Regions from separate parts of the Mus musculus genome. Here region 2 is linked to region 1. A link is a contact called in public HiChIP or PLAC-seq data. All regions are on one chromosome and are shown on one strand. The core of a region is the stretch at or near the end of the contact, and the rest is flanking DNA. Distances in the headings are between cores, read along the strand shown.

Region 1 (4,281 bases), core at 441-2,940:
GATGTCTCACTCCTGCCTGAGAAAATGTTCTCCAATGCCTTTGGGGAGGGGGTTCAGTTCATTGTACCATCCTGTCTTTACCTCAGGCCTACGTTCCTGAGGTTGGTCTCTGGTCCACCACAGCTTTCTTTCTTCTTCTTCTTTCTTTCTTCTTTCAAGATTTCATTAGCTCAGGCTGGCTTTAAACTTTGTGCCAAAGTCTGTAAGTCAAATTCTCTGCATATCTGAGGATGACCTTGATCTATTGCTCAGTATACACCCCTCCCCCCAAGGCCCACCTACTACAGTTCTGGGAGTACAGTGTCTCGTGGTCTAGTTTTGTTGCTTTAAAAATCCTCCACGTGTCCCTTCAGCCTGATAACCAGTGAACTTTTTGCTGTTTCCATAGTCATTTTTCCAGAATGTCATGTGGTCAGAAACATACACTGTGTAGCTTAAATATGTTTCCTCATCTCTTGCTATATGCTTCTTCACGTTTCTCCCTGTCTTTCATTAACTCATTATAGAGTCTCTCTATGTATTCTTGGCTGGCCTGGAACTCACTATGTAGACCAGGCTGGCCGCAAACTCTTAGAGATCTGCCTGCCTTTGCTGGGATTAAAGGCACGCACCACTAGGCCTGGGTTTTTAAATTTTTTTTCCTAACACATGGTCACACACAACGCTCTAACAACTGAGTTATGCCCATTCACCCTATCAAAGTAGCCTGCACCCTTCCTTTAGTCTCTATTAATTGCTCTCCATTATTAATAGCCCCATGACTCTGAAATAATCTTCGTGCTTTAGCCAGCTCGAACCACCTATGTCTCTTCCCTGAGAATATGCATGTAAGGACAAGGGCCTAGGTGAAGGCGCTGACGCCTAGCTGGCACCCAACAAGGACCCCGCTGATCGCTTCTATGAAGACGAGCATGGTAGCATTTGACTTGGCACCAGGCGCCGCGAAGGGACGTTTGCAGAAACCAAGGAGGGGGACCGCGCAGCGCGGGAACCCGAATGCAGCGCTCTGTCCGCATTTTGACAGTTGACTGGCAGCTGAGGACCCAGGGACAGCCGACGGTGGATGATGGAAGGTTGACAGCTGAGTGGCAGTCAACCGCCGCGCACCGGGGAGGACCACTGCGCGCCCAAGGGGCCTAGCGCGCGGCGGCCGCTGCAGCTAACCGTAGCCCCGAGCCGACCTGGGCTGAGCGCTCCGCGCATGGGCAGCGCGCGCGAGGGGGCGGGGCGCCGGGGTCACGTGAGCGTGTTTTGGGCACGTGACCAGCGGCCCGGGCTCGCCCCCGCCCGCTCGCTCGCTCCCTCCTCCCTCGGCGGGCGGGTGTGCTTCGAGCGGCCTCGCCTCACCGCCTAGCGCCCCCCTCAGCCGTTGCTGCCGCCGCTGCCGCCGCCGCCGCCGGCCATGTCCCCCGGCCGCCGCCGCCGCCGCCCGAGCGCGGCGCTCCCGCGGCCCGGCGCGCACTGAGCGCGGGCCCGAGCCACCGTTTCGGGGCCCTTGTTCTCCGCGCCGCCGCCGCCGCCGCCATGTTGGGTTTGGAGCCGCAGCGGAGCCGCCGCCGCCGCCGCGGCTGACGAGGCCGAGCGCGGAGCCCGGGGCCCGCGCCCGCTCCGGGGCCCAGGGAGCGGGGCCCGTCGGAGTCTGTCGGAGCCCGACTGCCTGTCCTCCGTGCGAGCGAGTGAAGGAGCGAGCCGCCGGGGCCCCCGGCCGCGCCCTCTGCCGCCGGCCGAGCGAGCCGCGGAGCCCCCGAGAGGCAGCACCATGGCGGAACAGACCTATTCGTGGTGAGTGCGGGCTTTTGGGGACGAGGAGGCCGGGCCGGGCCGGGCCGCAGGTGCTCGCGGGGCTCGGGGTGCGGGCCGCTGGGCGTCCTCCGAGCCCGGGGGAGGGGCGGTCATTCGAGCCGCGCAGCGGAACCGACTGGCGCGGGTGCTGGCGGGCCAGGGGGGAAGCTGGAGAAGGGTGGGCAGAGAACGGGCCCGGGCGAAGGTGTACCCCACTCTCGGCGAGAACAGGTGGTAAGAGGCACAACTTGCAAGTAGTGAGGGCGGGAGCGACCGCTTCCGCGGTGGGCAGAGGCCCTGCGGCCCCGTGATCGAGCCCTGGCACAGCGGAGAGGGGGAGTCTTGTTCCAGGATGGCCACATTCTGTAAAGGAAGTCGTCGGTAGCAGCGGGGTCATGGGTAGTCTTTGTAAAGGGGTTGGTACTCTGCTCTGGGGATTCGAAGAGTGCTGGCCGGTGTTCTGGGGGTGGAGGGCTCGATCACGGGAATGTGTGTGTGTGTCCGTCCAGGTTGAGTCCCCCTGCCTGTGGGACTTTTTTTAGCAGCGTGTTTAGGGCTGAGGCACACACACTTGTGATTTACAGGGGGGAGGTGACAGATGCGTCCAAGTTTGGGGGGAAAGAGGTGAGAAGGGCAGAGGCGTGGAGTGTTTGCCGCGGAAGGAGGTTGGTTGTACCGGGGGCGAGTGGGAATGGTGTAGTTGAGCTGTGGCTTGAGGGTGAGAAAACAGGAGATGGGTGGGTTGGTGGTAGGTACCGGGCGGGCGGGGAACCTGGTCGCTGCAGCCTAAGAGATCGGAGATGGTTTCAAGCACTTGTGGCTTGGTACCAGAACTGTCGACTTTTCCGAAGAGTGGGGTTGAAGGTCCGCTTCGTTTTGTAATTGGAAAAGTGAGTTAGTTCTTCATTCCTGGACCCTAAACCTTTAAGTACCAGAATTGCCTTTTCCCTAACCTGTACAGATTGTGTGGCTACCTTCGGAAAAGTGAGTTAGTTCTTCATTCCTTGACCCTAAACCTTTAAGTACCAGAATTGCCTTTTCCCTAACCTGTACAGATTGTGTGGCTACCTTCCCAAAGCACGGGGCAAACTGTCAAGTGTTGGGAGCGTAAGTGAGCTGTAACTACCATAGGGAGACAGTAAAAGAGCCGGGTTATACACGAAAACAAGGGATGGTTATGCTAAGTCGGGAGCTCACTGTGTCCTGATGGAGGGTTAGTGATCGAACATGCTTTAGTAATGCAAACGGCAGCGATGTATGCACAATCTGAAAAAGAAGGTAACTGGGAAGTTGAGAGGAAATAACTAAAAGAAAAGTTGGGTTTTGGTGGCTCCAGTTGTGGTTTAAAAGGACAGACTAATAGTTGTGAGCAGCAGTGAGGGAGGGGCATCTCAATGGCAGGTGGGATTCAGTTTCTTACCTGCAGATGGACTAGGTAATGTTGGTGCTGCCATGGGCACTGGCAACACCTAGAGCTTGCTTGTCCTGCCCCACGAGGACTCCTCTGTGAATCCTCATGGCTGCCTTGTTGGTTTGGTTTGGTTTTGAACTGTACTGTAAAAAGAATATGGATTGGTTGAAAAAAAAATACCAGTGATGAGGAACTGGGGAAAGTGCTGTGTGCAACACACATTCGCAGCCCCAGTTTGGAGCCACAGAGTGATGTCCTGTGTGTAACATTGAAGGTGAAAGTGCCTTAATGGGTAGGTAGGCCACCTACAGCTTGTGTGGTGCTTGTGGGCTAGGTAAAGAGACTACTTTGTGGAGGCTGATCATTTATATGATAAACTCTCTTGAAACACTCCCTTGGGTCTTGACTTTATTTGATGGAATAAAGGAAGCAATCGAGTGAGTGCCTTGCCATCAGGACCCTCAGCCCCTCCTTTCCAGCTTGTTTTCAGGAGCAGAGTCCACAGTGTCCTGAGGAAGGATGGTGCACAGGGGAGAGGGCTGGGAAGCTCGGCCCCTACCCTGTTTTCTGGTTCTTCCAAGTCAACCAGGGCACAAGAACTAAACACACAGTATTTGGCAGATAGTTCTCACATGTCTCTAAGGAGGGGAAATCTTCCGTATTTCAGAGGAGGACACAGGCTCAGGAGGCCAAGTGATGTGTCCTGAGTATGTGGCCCATGATGCTTTGTGAACTCTCTGCTTCACCTATTCTCACAGAAATATCAGAATGCAAGAGCTATTCTGGACATATATGGAAGCTGAAGTTTGGATTTTTTTGGTCATTCTTCACTTGTTTTTTTTAGACTTATTTATTATTATATGTAAGTACACTGTAGCTGTCTTCAGACACACCAGAAGGGAGCATCAGATATCATTATGGGTGGTTGTGAGCTACCATGTGGTTGCTGGGATTTGAACTCAGGCAGGACCTTTGGAAGAGCAGTCAGTGCTCTTAACCGCTGAGCCACATCTCTCCAGCCCTTCACTTGGGTTTTATAGATATATATAAAAATGATACTTTAAAAACAGAATCAAGTGTGATTATTT
Region 2 (4,542 bases), core at 964-3,463, 200 kb after region 1:
CTGGCCACTCGGGAGGCAGAGGCAGGCAGATTTCTGAGTTCGAGGCTAGCCTGGTGTACAGAGTGAGTACCAGGACAGCCAGGGCTACACAGAGAAACCCTGTCTCGAAAGAAAGAAAGAAAGAAAGAAAGAAAGAAAGAAAGAAAGAAAGAAAGAAAGAAAGAAAGAAAGAAAGGAAGGAAGGAAGGAAGGAAGGAAGAAAGAAAGAAAGAAAGAAAGAAAGAAAGAAAGAAAGAAAGAAAGAAAGAAAGAAAGAAAGAAAGAAAGAAAGAAAAGAGCCTGGCTCCCAGAATCCTCCCTTTCTGGGTTCTGTAACTTCCTCCTCCGCTGTCACATCTTCGAGCGGTGGCAGGCTCTTTCTACCTCCTTGAACATTGTATCAATCATACGGTTTCCTTGTGCCCTCCCAAAACCTTGTAAATCGTCCCTTTATTAAATCCTCCTCTGATAGTCTAATTTGAGCATGCCATCTGTGTCTTCAATAGACCCTGCGTGACACACCCACCAGGTCACATCAGTATGTGCTAGACCCTGCACCGCGCTAAACAAACAGAACCAACAATACGGCAGGCTACGGCTTCCCGTTGCCAGTCTCTGCATTTACCTTTTCCCAAAGCAATGATAACAACGTAAGGAGAAAGTCTAAATCCTCTTTACAACATAATTGTGCAGTGGAGTTTGTATGAGCTAAATATAATTCTGAGAACAAGCTTTTCCGTGCCATCAGAATTCATGTTAGCACAACTATAAAGAGAAAACTCCAGAACTGATGCCCTGGAGTCGAGAATTAACAGAAAATATATTCCACTATGTAAATCAATCCAGCAAATAATCCTGAGTCCGTGTGGCCAGCGAGTTTTGCGAGGAACAACAGACATGAGCTGAGTAGGACTGGGGTTTTATTTTTATGAAATAAATGTACTTTCAAAAAAGGTGAATTTGGGGGCTGGAGAGATGGCTCAGCGGTTAAGAGCACTGACTGCTCTTCCGAAGGTCCTGAGTTCAAATCCCAGCAGCCACATGGTGGCTCACAATCATCAGTAATGGGATCTGATGCCCTCTTCTGGTGTGTCTGAAGACAGCGACAGTGTACTTACATATAATAATAAATCCTTGGGCCGGAGCAAGCAGGTTTGAGAACTGGTTGGGCAACATAGTGAGAGCCTCTGTTTCAAAAGGTTAGAACCAAAAAATGTTGGGGCTAGAGAGATGGCTCATCGTGAGGAAGCTTGCAGAAGATCCAAGTTCATGTCCCGGCACCTATGTTGGATGGCTCACGATACCCTATACCACCAGCTCCAGAGGTGTCAGCACCTGTACTCACATGCATGCACACTGTCCATGCACGCAATTTAAAAATAATATTTTGAAAAGTTGAATGCAAATTTCACATCTATAAAGCAAAAGGTATGTTTCCTGGTCAGGAGGAGCTTGCTATTTGTATAATAAGTTAGTAAAACAACAACCTTTTTATTATTATTATTATTAAGATTTATTTAACATATATTAGCATTCTGCTGCTGACACACCAGTAGAGGGCGCCAGATCCCATTACAGATGGTTGTGAGCCACCATGTGGCTGCTGGGAATTGAGCTCAGGATGGTCTGGAAGAGCAGACAGTGCTCTTAACCGCTGAACCATCTCTCCGGCCCCAAAGAACCCCCTTTTTGATGCCCCGAACCCATCAAATCACGAGGCACATTGACTCATTGTCCTTCTAGTGAAATTTATCCTCAGTCTGCAGGGAGGATGGCTCGCCTTCCGTGCTCCCGAAATAGCAGAAATTATGAAATGGAATTTAGAGGAAAAGATAAGGGAATTGCCATTTATAGACCACACAGAAAACGCGAGGCAATTTGCATCTGTTGGGCACATTTAACCCTGAGAATAAACACGTATTCCAACGCTTTCTTATTTTCTACATCTGAAGAAAGAAAACACGCACACACACACATATTCTATTGCTTTCTTATTTTCTACATCTGAAGAAAGAAAACACGCACACACACACATATTCTATTGCTTTCTTATTTTCTACATCTGAAAAAAAAAAAAAACCCTACATAGAAAAAAAAAGTCATCATGGCAATCAGCTTTTTTCCAACCAGAAAACGAAGTGAAAACGTTATCCGGTGATGTAGGATTATAGCGCTCACAGCCACAGCTTCGGTGGCTTCCTACTGCTCTTGGGATCGAGTCCAGATTCCTCCACACAGCCGGGCTCCTCTGAGCAGTCTTACTCTCAGTCCTCCCTGCCGCTGCTGCCTGGAAGGCCTTTAGGGGTGCCTGGTCCTGCTGCCAGCTCGCCCCGCCCCCCGCCCGCCGCGCCCCCCCCCCCCCCCCCGCTACCCCTCCCCTCAATGACCTCAAACCCATCCCTAGCATCTACACAAAGTTTACACTTCCCCGGGGGGCGGGGGTGGGGGGTGGGGGATGTCTGTCTCCCCAGCTGGGCCCATAGCACGGGCTTCTTAATGCCAAACATCAGAGAAGGGAGGGCCTGCAGCTTGGCCTGGTGCTGGTCGTTTGCCACCCTTTCCCTTCTTGGTCCTGTTTGTTCCTTCTGGCCCCAGGAGGGCACCCTGCCCTGCCTCTTGTAAATATAGGGGCAGTCTAAACCAGGTAGGGTGGTATACTCATATAATCCCAGCACTGGGGAGAAGGCAGGGATGTCAGATCCAAGGTCACCCTGGGCCACAAGAGTGAATTTAAGGCCAACCTGGGCTACTTAAGAGCCTATCTCAAAACAAAAACAAAAACATTGTTTTAAATAAACCACGGGGAAGTCAACAGAGCTTTCCCAGAGCTTCTGGAAGCTCTGCTCTCTGCCTCTTCCTCCCCCTCACACATATGCTAGCAGTGGATCCAGGGTTGGGAGTTCCCACTGAGGTCCCAAGGACAGTGGGAGGTCCCTCAGGCCTCGTCACCTGCAGATTCGCAGCCTGATGTGAGCACCTGGTCCTGTGACTGCGATCAGGCCCAAGAGCCTTTGTGTTCTTTTGGACTTATCCAAAGGTTGGAGTTAGGATAACGACTCAAATTTCTCAGCTTTTCAAATGTCTATGCACTCTGAGACCCATCTTTTTTTTTAAATTAGGTATTGTCCTCATTTACATTTCAAATGCTATCCCAAAAGTCCCCCATACCCACCCACCCACTCCCACTTTTTGGCCCTGGTGTTCCCCTGTACTGGGGCATACAAAGTTTGCAAGTCCAATGGGCCTCTCTTTCCAGTGATGGCCGACTAGGCCATCTTTTGATACATATGCAGCTAGAGTCAAGAGCTCTGGGGTACTGGTTAGTTCATATTGTTGTTCCATCTATAGGGTTGCAGATCCCTTTAGCTCCTTGGGTACTTTCTCTAGCTCCTCCATTGGGGGTCCTGTGATCCATCCAATAGCTGACTGTGAGCATCCACTATGTGTTTGCTAGGCCCCGGCATAGTCTCACAAGAGACAGCTATATCAGGGTCCTTTCAGCAAAATCTTGCTAGTGTATGCAATGGTGTCAGCATTTGGAAGCTGATTATGGGATGGGTCCCCTGATATGGCAATCACTAGATGATGGTCCATCCTTTCGTCACAGCTCCAAATTTTGTCTCTGTAACTCCTGAGACCCATCTTTATATTTCAAAAGTAGTGTTCCGGTCTCGGGCAATGGCTTAGTTGGTAAAGGGTTTGCCCCAAAAGCACAGGAACCTGACTTGATCCCCCAGGGTTCACATAAAACCAAAAACGAACAAACAAACAAACAAACAAACAAACCCCCCAAACCTGGGTATTGTGCATCCATCCTTGTAACCCCAGTACTGGGAGGTAGAGTCAGGTAGATCCCTGAGGCGCACTGGCCAGTGAGGCCAGCCAAACCAGTGAGCTGCAGGTCACCGAGAGACCCTGCCTCAGAAAACAAGATGGTACCCGAGGAGTCACACCGCCCAAGGAATAGGAGGACCTTTCTCTTCTACACGCATACCTATACACACTTGAGTGTGCACACCTGTACACACACACACACAAACACCCGCACACATACAAACACATGCAAACACCTACACATACAAACACCTGTCTTTAAAAACAAGAAAAGAGAGGAAACTACACCGACTGCCACCAGTTACTTATAAATATTAACTTTTTTCTTTAAATATTAACTTTTAAAAATTATTTTTATTTCACCTGGCAATGGTGCTGCATGCCTTTAATCCCAGCACTCCTGAGGCAGAAGCAGGAGGATATCTGTGAGTTCAAGGCCAGCCTGGTTTACAAAATGGGTTCCAGTACAGCCAGAGATACAGAGAGACCCTGTTTCAAAAATAGTTTTTTAAAAAAATTGATAACAATATTATTATTATTATTATTTATTATTATTATTATTATCATAGTTGAACTGCTATCAAGGAAGACATCAGATGTTGACCTCTATAAGCAGGTTCATCTGTACACACAAACACACACACATACATACATACATACATACACACATATCACAGATATATGCATAAACATGTACATATATTAATATATATTTAATATACATACATG

Evidence for each region. HiChIP or PLAC-seq counts read pairs in DNA pulled down with a chosen protein or histone mark.
Region 2: an H3K4me3 HiChIP or PLAC-seq map of embryonic stem cells shows a contact between it and region 1, with 18 read pairs. The contact joins the enhancer-like site here to the promoter of Sppl3 in region 1. A contact is called at or near these places in 1 of 39 promoter capture datasets (pre-B cells), 1 of 484 Hi-C or Micro-C datasets (pancreatic cancer cells), 8 of 115 datasets of contacts at active chromatin or transcription factors (embryonic basal ganglia, embryonic hindbrain, embryonic limb bud and 4 more) and 2 of 9 other capture datasets (liver and pancreatic islet).

The regions. Positions count from the first base shown.
Region 1 is chr5:115,009,834-115,014,114 of GRCm38.p6, forward strand. It overlaps Sppl3 (signal peptide peptidase 3), which reads left to right and starts at 1,691. Exons shown (of 11, transcript NM_029012.2): 1 at 1,691-1,782. The coding sequence starts at 1,760.
Region 2 is chr5:115,205,893-115,210,434 of GRCm38.p6, forward strand. No RefSeq gene overlaps it. Among named protein-coding and RNA genes, the nearest start is that of Cabp1, 14 kb to the left of the region's middle. Within about 2 kb of position 2,214, at least 13 of the 459 cell types and tissues checked have an H3K27ac peak or open chromatin away from gene starts, as enhancers often do. A contact at or near this core is called in embryonic stem cells, where this site is marked.